2 separate regions of the Gasterosteus aculeatus genome follow, and region 1 is linked to region 2. Evidence: chromatin contacts called from public Hi-C data. All regions are on one chromosome and are shown on one strand. The core of a region is the stretch at or near the end of the contact, and the rest is flanking DNA. Distances in the headings are between cores, read along the strand shown. Region 1 overlaps lama5 (laminin, alpha 5). Region 2 holds the start of lama5 (laminin, alpha 5).

The links. Hi-C and Micro-C count contacts between places; a contact is called where the count stands out from the background.
Region 1: a contact with region 2 is called in a Hi-C map of skeletal muscle, with 3 times the contacts expected there. The contact joins the enhancer-like site here to the promoter of lama5 in region 2. A contact is called at or near these places in 5 of 6 Hi-C or Micro-C datasets (blood and trunk muscle, skeletal muscle, tail fin and 1 more).

The regions. Positions count from the first base shown.
Region 1 is chr2:8,852,245-8,858,442 of fGasAcu3.hap1.1, reverse strand. It overlaps lama5 (laminin, alpha 5), which reads right to left. Exons shown (of 80, transcript XM_040192278.2): 31 at 6,081-6,198; 32 at 5,864-6,003; 33 at 5,349-5,464; 34 at 4,975-5,186; 35 at 4,425-4,626; 36 at 3,534-3,678; 37 at 3,311-3,451; 38 at 2,950-3,111; 39 at 2,190-2,297; 40 at 1,917-2,000; 41 at 1,358-1,588; 42 at 903-1,016; 43 at 668-798; 44 at 502-582; 1 more. Among protein-coding and RNA genes, the nearest start is that of dnajc5ab, 21 kb to the left of the region's middle. Within about 2 kb of position 2,477, at least 5 of the 9 cell types and tissues checked have open chromatin away from gene starts, as enhancers often do.
Region 2 is chr2:8,800,107-8,806,631 of fGasAcu3.hap1.1, reverse strand. It overlaps lama5 (laminin, alpha 5), which reads right to left and starts at 1,493. Exons shown (of 80, transcript XM_040192278.2): 1 at 951-1,493. The coding sequence starts at 1,241.

The DNA of each region.
Region 1 (6,198 bases), core at 1,228-3,727, 51 kb before region 2:
AGCATGCACGATGAAGCTGAACTCACTGGTGCAGTTTTTGGCAGTGACCGCGTCTCCGTAGTAACCAGGGGCGCAGATGTCACAGTGAGGGCCGCCCGTGTTATGCATGCAGCTGAGACACTCCCCAGTCAGCGGGTGACAGTCGGTGAAAAGCATGTTGGGGTCCGTATTGCCGTGGCAATGGCAAAGCTGGCACCGGCTGCCCAGCACCATGGGGTTGCCGTAGTAACCTGGGGCGCACCTGTGTTAACAAAGCCATTTTTAATGACACACGTATATCTGACAAAAGGTTTTTCTTCATGTTGCAGGAGTCACGTTGATGTGAACTTACTGACAAGACAATGAGCTTAGATTTAGATTTAATTACATAAAAATGATCAAAGTAGTTGAGTTATCAATTAAGAATCCAGGATAGAGCTGCAAAAATTGACCAAATCAATTGGTCAATTTTTGTTGGTTTAAAGAAAAGTAATCTGAAGGTTTTGAGTGATTAGCAGTTACCTTTCACAGTGAGGTCCAGCGTAACCCGGCATACACAAACACTGCATCCTGTCGGTTTTCTGCACGCAACCTTCTGCAAAGCTGAAAAAAGTAAAAAAGTAATATGTGATTAAATGGAAAGGTTACGAGAAGAGGACTCAAAAAAAAGTTGTTAAAATATTCTCACTTGTTTGATGCGACCCTTAGTGGGCAGGGACAACTGGAGCATGCCACTGCCTGTCCGTCCAGGCTGTTGTTGCCGAGAAAACCTCCCTGGCAGATCTCACAGTGGTCTCCGGCAGTGTTGTGCTGGCAGTTCTGGTGGACAGAGAGTAAAAAAGAATGAGGAGCATAGTTGACGTACCAATAAGAAATTCTAGAGGGGAGTCATGCCAACTGATTTATCATTAAAAAAACCTTACCGAACAGATTCCTGATCCGTCCACACACTGGTCAGAGTGTCCGTTACAATTACAGGGGACACATTTCCCCAGAAACAAGCCAATAGTGTCTCTGTAGTAACCCGGAGCACATTTCTATAGAGAAGAGAGGACAGCGAAGACCATTTTCATTAATTATAATAATTAATAATAATTAATTATTTTTATTAATCGTCTTTTTTTTAAACTAAATCACCTTCCAGTGAAGTTTAGGTAATTAAAAAAAGTCCACAGAATCACCTTAACATTTTTTTTGTCAAACACCCTCAAATTGTAAATCTACAATGATAGTATTTAACGAAAAGCAGTAAAACTAGGAGCAATATTCAAATAATTGCAAAGATGCACCATGCTGTCACATGATAATACTATATTATGAATTGTCATCTTCGCCTTGCTAAAGGGAAACATGCTTTTGGGCCTTCTTGGTCCCTCACCTGACAAGAGTCTCCCATGTAATTGGCAGGACACATGCAGATCTCCACGTTGTTGGCATGGCGACCGGCAGGCAGGTTCTCCGCGGCCTCCAGCACGGCGCCGCGTAGCGACACGGAGTGGGCAGACTGAGAGTGAATCGCTCGGATCTGCAGAGACTCCAGACCGACCAGGACCATCATCAGTTCCTCCCGAGACACAGAGTTACCAGTCTGAGCGTGACGGAAACTACCCTGTAAGTAGAGGAAAAAGGTTTGGGCTTCAGTCTGTATTTCCTTGCGGGCCATTGTGGAATAAAATGTCCCACAGGAAAGTACAGCAACACCTGTTCAGAATCAGAAACATTTATTTATATTATATGTTGGACATACGAGGAGAATAATTCAACTAACAATAGAATATAAAAGGATATAAAATAATATATAATATACAAAATAAAGAAGGTAAAGTGCACACATAAACAAATAGCCTGTTGGCCAGCAGATGACAAATACAATAAAGAAGAAAATTCTAAAGGAAAAAACAAATAAGCAAATAAGCACACTAAATATTTATTCATACCTCAACCATGTGAACGATCCCCAGGTGAGGCTCCTCAGGTGAGGAGTACTCCCTCTCCATGAACACCAAGGTCATCTGGTTACCCTGCAGGAGGAGAGGAATACTGTGAAAAGGGTGTGTACAGTAGTTCAACAGAGAGCGTGTGTGTTCTGTTGTTTATTAAGCATTTGCTAAATAAAACTATTCTCATTTTGCGTGTGTGTGTGTGTGTGTGTGTGTGCAACGCTTCCTCTACGTGTAACTAGGTTACTGGTATATTTGTGTGTTTTATACCTTGAGAATGATATCTGGCCGGGAGGCTTCTGCAGGAAGAGACAACACGTCGCCTCTCATGGTCTGAGTGTGGAGACGATACCGCAGATAACCTCCATAGGATGAGACCTGCGGAGGACAGAGGACCGGTACGTTAGGCTTTCAGGAGAAATCAAGAGGAAGAACAAACAAACATTGAAACGACAAAATATACACAGCAAAAGCAGACAGACTACTTCTTAATCCATTCAGCAATGGATTACACTGAGACTGTGCAGTGAAACAGAAACAAGACCAAGGGCCCATGTTTCCATGGCAACCATGCGGGCTTACTAAGAGCTGACATTTGAAGCTGGTTTATGAGACGTTAAAGGGCTCAGTTTGGGCTTTAAATCAAACCATCAGCCCGCCTGCAGAATGATGCTGGTTGAATCCCACATGAAAGCAGTCAATTCAAACGTCTAGACAATAATGCTTATCTGTATCCAAACAACTCGCCTAAGCCTTTGAATCATGATGCGGGATCATCTTGTGTGTGTTCTGTAGGGGTGTGTGTTGTGACCTCGACTAAGCCTATGTGTCTCGTGATTTGATTAGGACATTTAAATGAAGGTGAGACATAGGGGCCGTACCCTCAAAAGAATTAAAGGCACCTTTGTAGAGATAAGTAGGTCAGAGAAGGCCGTATATCAGTATAAAATTGACACAGCTTCATAGCCAGTTAAAATGTTCCTTGCAGAATCTATTCAGTCATCTTCAGAGGATATCTTTCTCCTCTTACCTTGTCTCCCAGGTAAGTCTTTGGTGCGTGCCAGTGAATGTCCTGGTAGACATCGGGCACATCGCTGAGGTCAGCCTCAACAAGGTCCTGACCAGGATACAACACCACCGGTACTTCCTGTCTGTCTGCCCCAAGCAACACCCAGCCCTCCATATCCATCACCTAGACGACAGGGGAACACGTTAATGTTTCACAAGTGTTCCAACCATTTTACAACCAAGCTAAATATTTGCTTGTTTAAGTTTTTCCGTTGTGGGAATTTTGTGCACCGTTCCACCCGTATAAGTTTGAACTTGAAATCCAGCCTTTTCCTCCAGATGTTTAGTGTTGAGATTGTGGTAAAAGAACGAGACACAAGCACCTCTTTGCGCCTCTTGTCGGAGCTGCGGCAGCGGTCGGTCGCTCCGAAGCAGAAGCAGCTGGTGCAGCCCTTAGGGTTGGTTGGATCCAAATGGAATGTACCAAGTCGGCACTGGTCGCATCGGGAACCCTGCACGTTTTCCTACAGGTGGAGGACGGCGAGTAGATTAGACAACACTGTTGAATGCAGGCAGACGCTTGTGCGGGTCATAGGATTAGCCCACCTTGCACAGACACTGTCCTGTGAAGGAGTCGCACACTTCCTCTTCAGTTCCTGCCTCGTTGCAATTGCATGGCCTGCAGTTGGGGTAACCATAGAAACCAGGGGAGCAGCGGTCGCACTGACGGCCAACGACGTTGTCCTTACATCTGGAAGAAAATAACATGCAATTATTTTAATAAATATTTGAGAATCAATGCGTCTGGGTTTATTGATCAAATAGAAAAAACTCTGATAATCATTTGCAAAATGACATTATAATCTTGCAAGAGATGAACGGTTTAGTGCTCCCCATAATCACAGAGCTGATAAACATTTAGACTGCAGGGTACATACAACTGTCGTATAGGTTAGCATTGTCCCCTTGTTTCCAGTGTTTATGCAAAACTAAGCCTGTCGCCGGATAGTCGCCTCATCCAACTCCTGAAGTAGTAAAAAATGCTGACTGACGCCTGACAAATTACGTTATAAAGGCTGGAGGAGGAATAACGGAGGCAGGCTGAGCGATAAGGACGAAGACAGACTGCAGCTGTGTTGTTGCCAGTCCTCAGAGAGAGCCAAGAAACAGTCTTGAACAGACAAGAGTTGGCAAGCACAGCTGTCCAAAGAGACAGCAATCAACCCAATGAGAGACTCAGAGCCAAGATCCTGTCAGGAGAGAAAAGCGCAGAGAAATAACTGCCTTCTTAGGTATTCCCAAAAGGAGGCCTGGCATTTGAGAGTTGAACTTGTTAAACTCCAAATATATCACACAGCACAGTAGTGGCAGGTCAGGGAGCAGATGATGATTCATGGCAAGCGGGACGGGGGTGGGGGGGTTGGTCTGCTTCTGATTTTGGCCCCAGAGTCACAAACAATGAGGATTTAAATGATGATTTCCTCCGTCTTGCCGTACCTGCACTGTCCACTGAAGGTGTCGCAATTTACATCGGGGGAGGAGATGCCCGGCCGGGAGCAGTTGCAGACTTCACACCCGACCAGCGGGTGGCAGCCAAACGTCTGGGGCTCACACTGGGTGCACTCCGGGAGCACGGTCCTCGGAGGGCAGATGCAGTCGCCGGTCACTGGTTCACATAACCTCGTACCACAGTTACAAGCTGGAGGGAAGACGAGATCCATCGTAAGAAAATTACCTTTTGCTCGCTTGAACCTCAAGGAGACAGAGAACAGGGCGTAAAAGAAGAGACGGACACGTAAGTTCCTCTTTGTAAATTACTTACTGCAGCAACAATACATTACAGATGTCTATGAACAATTCTACCTTCTTTGTTATCTTAAGTTGCTTTGGCTAAAATGATTTCTTTCCAAACAATGTGACGTCGCCTGGAAGCCATTTTGGAAATCCACATTCATTCAGTTGATACGATGACACCTTTATGATTCGGGGCGCGCAGAAGCAGCACGTCATCATCATTTGACAGGCAAGCAGTCAATGGCAGGCTTACGTCTGCAGTTGGGGAACCCCCAGAAGCCCGTGGCGCACATGGAGCAGTCGCGGCCGATCACGTTGGGCCGACAGCGGCACTGGCCGCCGAACTGCTCGCAGGTGTCGCTCTCAGCGCCGACCTCGTGGCAGGCGCAGGGCATCGCCCCGTTGTTGAAGAAGGCCGACAGAGACACCGCCGAGCCGAGGCAGAACTGAGAAGCGGTGGTGGGGCTGGATGGAGAGGAAGAGAGGAGAGGAAGAGTCCTTCGTTCATTCATAGCATCGTTAAACAATCACAATAAGAACTCATCTAAAATATCTGTAGCACTGGTTCTTTAAATCAAGAAAATGCAATATAAAAAACACTGTGATTGCTCAGCTCTGCAAACTGACTTGATGTAAAAGCTGGTTTGTCCACAGTTGCTTATGAAGTCGTAGGATTTATCCAGAGGCTCCTCATTCAGGGAGTTGGAGCTGTAGCTGCTCTCGGGCACGACCAACACATAATCCTGTTATGACACAGAACATGGAGAGGCAAGTTACGGAGAGAGGAACAGCGTTCTTTCTGCCATCTCGTATGAGTGAGTTTTAAGGAGGCACTTCAAGGTTCAGCTCAGGCACTGTTCCAAAGGGCCGAAGCAAAAACAGAAACAGACATGAGAGGATATGGAAATGCTCAGTCTCGTATTATGCTCTTTAATTCATGGCTTTAAATACTACTTGTATGTAAAGATGTAGGGCATTTTCAATAAATAAAGAGCAGACTGTAAAACTGTTTAAAATGACACCAACATATGAAGCCTGAAGATATTTGTGGGACACTGGTTGGACACAACTTAGAAAACAGAAGAAGACCAATACAAGTGAAACAAAAGGGAGAGAAATCAAAGCAAGGCAGTAACACTAACCAGCCACAGCGTCTTGCCAGCAGGAATCTGCACGGTGAGGAAGACCTCATGGTCCGTCACATCCAGAATGATCTGGTTCTCAGAAACCAGGACGTTACGGCAGCCGTAAGCGTGAGGACAGAAGGAGGCGTTGGCTTGGCCTGAAGAAATAAAATCATGAAAACTGTGAATCTCCATTTGATTTTGTACAGTGTGACAGTGATGTACATGCTGGTACCTTGCCAGATCCGTCCAGCATTGATGTACACCTGCACAGGGTAGTTGGGATGGAGAGGCTGGTGATAGTGGAGGATGAAGACGTAACGTCCCAGGGTATGGACACGGGTGGAGTACAC
Region 2 (6,525 bases), core at 244-2,743:
CAGGTCAGCCTCTCTTTTCATTTCAGGTCACGAGGTATTTATTAGCATGCATGCCTCTTGTTTTACAACCACCAAACCATCAAACATCAGCTAAGGATTCAGAAGGGACAGAATCCCTTTGTTCCTTCCAGACTTATACAATAGTCTCCCAGACAAAATTGATCTGATTTGAAAAAGACCCGGCAGTTGCCGGGGAGGGAAAAGGCAACGACAGGTGGGAGAGGGAGGGAGAAGGCAATGAGCCTGCTTGTTATTGCTTTTAATGGTTAACCCGTGAAACTCCGACAAAGCCTTTGGGTTAAACTAAACCTGGAGCCTCAAACACAATGAGAGTTCACGAGCTCTTTGTTACATCAAAAAGTCACCTAGAAACATGTAAAAGCATGACGTGGTGAAACGCTGCCTTCCCTTATATAAGTGTCACGGGTTATTAAGTCCAAACAGAGGAAGCAGTGCATGAAATAATGACTTGGCAGGAGCGCCGTGCACACTGCTCACCCCTTCAACTCTCTGGAATTGGAAGAGGGACATAGCGAAAGCAGAGAGAGAGAGAGTGTGTGTGTGTGTGTGTGTGTGTGTGTGTGTGTGTGTGTGTGTGTGTGTGTGTGTGTGTGTGTGTGTGTGTGTGTGTGTGTGTGTGTGGTGCATTTCAGAAGCCCACCAGTGTGTCACATATCTAAATCTGATTGCATTCAGTCCTTAAAGTGCACTGATGAATCACAGCACGGGAAAGGATCTACAGGTACGTGCACACCTCCAGGTGACGTTATATGTGTAAAGGGGCCATAACGCTGACATGCTCTCATACTGCACGAACATCAGTCACCGTAAAGGCTGCTGAGCATCAAACACCGCACGGATCATTCATCAGGGCCAAAAGCGCGGAAATCACTGTAAAACTGATCCGACCAAGTTTTCCGACTCGGCGTGAGTTGGGATCGAACACTCACCTGGATGGTCTGACTCGGGTCCCCGGACACCGGGCCTCCCACCAGCTTGCAGTACAGGTCCTGCAGGGCTCTGCCGCCGTCGTCCTCTCCACAGGTCGCCGACGCGGTGATCTTGGTGCCCTCGGCCAGGTTGAAGTAAGGCGGGTGCAGGCTGTAGCCGTTCACCCCGTTGGTCGCCAGCTCCTGCGCCGAAGCAAAGCGGCAGCAGGTCGCCACGAGCGGCCACAGCAGCAGCGCGACCCGCCGGAGGGCGCGCGGAGCCGCGGGGCGCGCGGAGCCGAGCGCCGTCATCTCCACCTGTTCGCTCGGTCCGGGTCCGAAGAGGGAGGAGGGAGTGAATGAACTTAGAGTTTTAAAAAGGAAAAGGAAAAGTAAGCCGTTAACGCGGGTTTGGAGAGAGGGAGGGAGAGAGAGAGAGAGAGGGAGAGAGAGAGAGGGGGGGACGGGAGTTGGTGTTGTAGTCCCGCGGAGCGGTGTGTTGAGGTTTCTGTCGCTCTACCAGGCACCTATTCTCTCTCTCTCTCTCTCTCTCTCTCTCTCTCTCTCTCTCTGCACCCTCCCCCCCCTCCCCGTTTCTCTGGCTCGGTCCGTCCCCAGCGGCTGGTTGGAGCACCAATGCTTTGTGTTGGATGCACTTTCTTTCTTTATTGATTAAAATAAAGCCATCTCACGAGGATGCCCACTTCTGATATATTTCTGTGTTTTCTCTCCTTCATTTTTTTACTTCCGTCTCTAGTCAGCTTTTTTTAGAGTTCTTCATTCCCCCTTTTCATAACTACCAACCCCTTCTCATCAGTTCAAAATGAGTAAATGTGTTTGCTCTCCTGCATCATTACACTAAAATGGGGAAACAACAACCACACAGACAGAAATGGCATCCGGCTTAACCATCAAACACACAAGGAAATACACAGAGACAGACAGGTGTGTCTCAACAAACATGCAAACCCCACACGTGGATCCGGTCAGCACAAAGAAAGACGAATCCCACTGGGGCTTGATTTGGGAATAGGTGGTGATTTGTGGTATTGATTCATGATATTTGGTTGCGTAACGTTTTTTACTTGTTCGTGTTTGAACACATTTCACAGCATTTAAGCATCTGAAACAAAAATAATGTGGACAGGTGTCTTTGATATGTGAAATTTGAACATCTTTTTCTGTTCCCGTGTAATAAACCTTGTATTGACCTGCGAATTCAGACACAGATCATTTGCTGTGACATCGAAAACAGTTGAGCGCAACAATCGTTGACCTGACAAGATAATAGTAGAAACTTCTCAAACCTCAAAGTTTGACTCTTGACTTATTCCAGAGCTTCCAACCACATTTCACAGTCGTTATCAGAAAATTGAGTGAACAAAATTGTTACATGACCAAATCATTCAACCTTGTCAAGATCATAATGCTGTTGGTTTATAGGTTTTAACATTTACAGAATCTGCTTAGTCATAATGCTGCATAACAATAAGCAGAATAGGAGAGCGATCACAAGGGAGACACAGGAAACTTATCTTTTCCTCAATTGTGCATGTCGTTTTAGATAAGATGAGGTTAATGTAACAGATGTGTGCGGTCCACATCCCATGTGTCACGGTTTGGGTTTATTTCCTGTTTTATTTTGTAGTTTCGTGCCTCCTGTGTCCCTGGGTTAGCTTCACTTCCTGCCTTGACCTGTCACCCCCCCTGTGATTGTCTGCCTCGTCCCTGATTGTTTCCACCTGTGTCCAATCACCTGCACCTTCCCAGTGTACTTAAGCAATGTGTGTCTCATGCTGTCATTGAATGCCCTTCATGAATGTCCTCCCATGTGTGTTGCATGTGGTTCCCGGCCGCGGCTGTGTTTTCTCCCCTCAGCATTTTAGATTTTTGATGAACAAAGTAGTTTTTGTGCTTTTTTGTTTGAATTTCATAGTCATTTTGAGCCCAACCATAAGGCTTTGTAAATAACTAAGACGTTTTGTTTGTTTTGTTGCAGCTTGAAATGTTAACCACACTGCGACCGCAATCGGGAGGAAATAAGTTTCACTCAAAACTTAATTGAGACGGCCTTTAGGCTGTAAATGAATGGAATGTTGTGAGAGACAGAACTCCCCCACCACCACCTATAATGTATACAACCACCTGTTACCGTGTTACTCTAGTTGAATAGTTAGCAGGTCACATGATGACAACTGCGCAGACTCCATGGCAACCGTGCAAAATCCATTTGCTAATCAAGATTGTGAAATATGGTTGAAAGCATTTCAAAAGCTAAAAAATACTATATTTTGTCATGGACACATACAGTTGTCAATAGCGATGTTGGCGCTGTTAGGGGGGAAAGCCTCATGTAGCATCACACTTAGATTATCTTGCTCAGGTTGTTGCTGATTGCTGGAATTTGTTAGCACCAGAGCTACACGGTAAACGCTTGTTTGGGAGATTGTGTTCACAAATGTTCGTCTATCTGCTTAAACTCCGGGACACAGTACAGGCGGCCTGTCAATCCTCTCCTATCATCCTTCCTCTTCTCTGTCTTTCTCTTTCTCTGTAATCTCGTCATTCTGCCAGCGAGCTGTCAGACCAATCGCATACAGACTGTGGTCTTGTTGTCGGTTGGTGTGTGCGAAAGCGAGTGTGTGTCCACTTAGTATTCCATCTCAGCTCGCACACTTTCTTTCTGTCTATTACAAAATGATCTCCTCATCACACAGCTAACATTATAAATGAGTCCCTGCAGACTTTGGTTTCACACAGACCACAAGCAGTGGTCCCCTGAGTGAGTGTCCTGTGTTTGTTTGAGCCATTCATCCTACCCAAACTGACCATGAGTAGAAACATTAGCGAGGATGCGTCAACAATAATCGGCGAGATGATAAAGTTCCCTAAAAACATGATTGTCTCTGCCACATAGAAGAACATCCCTTTATAATAGACTGAAACTCACAGAAGAAGGTTTTTACACTGATTCAAGGGGTGAATGAAAATGTACGTGACTTATTTAGGTGTACAATTACATGTATAATTTCAACAAGTCAAAGGAGAAATAGTACATTGTTCATTTTTGGAAAAGGGTCAGGGTTAAAATCCCCTATTAACCTCTCACTGCACACACAGACTCTCCTGTGCTGCAGCTTATACATCTCTTGAATAACACCTGAGCAGCTGTGTGTGTGTGTGTGTGTTTTCCCATGCACTCTGGACTGCCACCATCTAATCAAGGTGCAAGAACCACTTTAGAAGATGAAAGGGTTTCTCTTCCACACACACACAAATGCAAAGATAACAGATGCCAACGTGAGTCAAGTAGTATTTACAGGCCTCTTGGTCTGAAAGGATGTTTATTAAAAGAAATCCTATACCGGTGAACCTGCGGGGAAAAAAAGGAAAGAAAACCAGTTAAGATAAGTAAGGCAGGTGAAATTACTGCCACGTCTTCTCAGGCCAAAGTCCAGAAACCTCACACATCTATTTCCTCCATCGTCTGTCAAACACATGCTGAACTCTGACCTGGACTGCTGTCTGCCTCTTACACACACACACACACACACACACACACACACACACACACACACACACACACACACACACACACACACACACACACACAGAGGCTGGGGTCAGTGACCTCCTGTAGTTTAAAGGACTCTAGAGTCACTGTGTTAATGCAGCAGAGCTTCATTCACTGACACACTAGAACATTCCTCAGGCTGTCTGGAGGCTCACTGGTTGTGTGTTGCAGTTTTCATCTTAAACTTGCACAAATCTTCATCATCAATGAACACGTGGAATATGTCATATATTTAAAAATAGGCCGACGTCGTGTTCGCGCGGTAAAGTCACCCCCAGCGGCTGTTGGTCCATCACAGTGAGCAGGTGGAGCTACTCGTATTATTATAGCCCTTCAAATCATGAACAGCCTCCTCCTGTTCTGACAACTGATTGAAATGAAACACTGTTTGGATCTCTGTTAAATGTCATCCAAATGTACCATTAAATGCCAAAGAAGCCAGGATATCTGCTTCTCCCTGTTTCCAGGCTTAAGGCTACAGAAAGTAAATAAACATATCACAATGTTGAAGCGTTGCTTTTACTGCAAACAAAGATTAATGGAGCTCTTTAGGACGAGAGAGTAACGACAAAAGAGAAAAAAACATGAAAAGACAGAGACAAATGGAGGAAAAGAGAGGACGTGTCACCTTCACCTCACTAATCCACTCATTCTCTCGATCTTTCTTCCTGAACTCTACAACTAATCTACTTCCTGGTTACCAAGGAAACCGAATGAGAAATGAGGGATAGGCCACTTGTTGTTGCTAACTGCTAACTGCTCCATCAATTGAACCACTTACCCCCTGCTGGTACCTACACACACAAACACACACACATACACAGACACACACACACACTCACAATCATAAAAACACAAATGAAGAGGCTGGAATTTAATTGAAAGACTGGCAGGGAGGAAGGAAGTGTCAGAGGAAGTAAGAAAGTAAATTCAAGTAAATGTGGCTGCGCGATGCAGCAGCAAGGACACAATCAGTGTTTCCTTTGAAGGCGTAAGTATCACTATCTTACTTCTGCATCTTTTTTATCCTTTTTATAACTTATACCCTGAAATACAATACAAAATGGCAAAGGATTGAGATTACAATAAAAACCATCGGACAATATTTTTTCCACAAATTTGGGTAGCAACTTGTTGGTTTTGCGTGAATATATTCCAATCCGACGGGTAAACAAATTGGTCAACATTAGTGTCGGTTAAATTGTGGAAGCAGCTCTGTAGCTGTGAGCCTGAAAACTAGATGATTTTATCATGACTTTGTTCTTCTCCTTTGCAGCCATAACTTGAGTATATGATGGTATGGTAGATGGTAACAGCAGTGAGTAAATAGTGTGCCTCCATTTCCAGCATTTCTCGAGTTTGCCGCCTCCCGCCATTCTGGAGATAGGACACACACACACACACACACACACACACATATAAATGTTCAGCACAGTGCTGAGGGCGGATATGTTTGATGTGCTGTGGGCCGGGGAGGGGATGTTTTGGGTTGACAGCAGACTAAAATGTCTGTCTATGAGGCAGGTACTGACATGCCTTCTCTTTGTCTCACACACTCCTGGTGGGCCCCCCCTCTCTCTCTCTGTCTCTGTCTCTCTCTTTCTCTGTTCTGCTTTTACTGCCAAGAAGAAAGGATCAGAGCTTTATGTTATTGATGCATATGGTCCCTTATACAAAAAAGTATCATGGTGAGATTGCATTGCAATGTGGTTTAAAAGCTTAGGGCTCTGGGCTCTTTTCATTAGAGCTGGGTGCTCAGCAAACATCTCAAGGTGATTTGTTTTGTTTGGTTGAGCAGCATTTATAGGCTGTAATGTTTCAGTTCAATGTGATTTTTTTTAAATAATTTGATTTTCGTCAAAATGTTAGAAAACAGATACATTACTAAAGTTTTTAATGAACTACCAAATTAGTTTATTATATTAATGAACTAAAATGTTTTCAAGGTATAAGAATATTCATGATAATTATGTATGTGCAGTTGCAACGGTACAATATCACCACATAAATGAGGGTAAATTT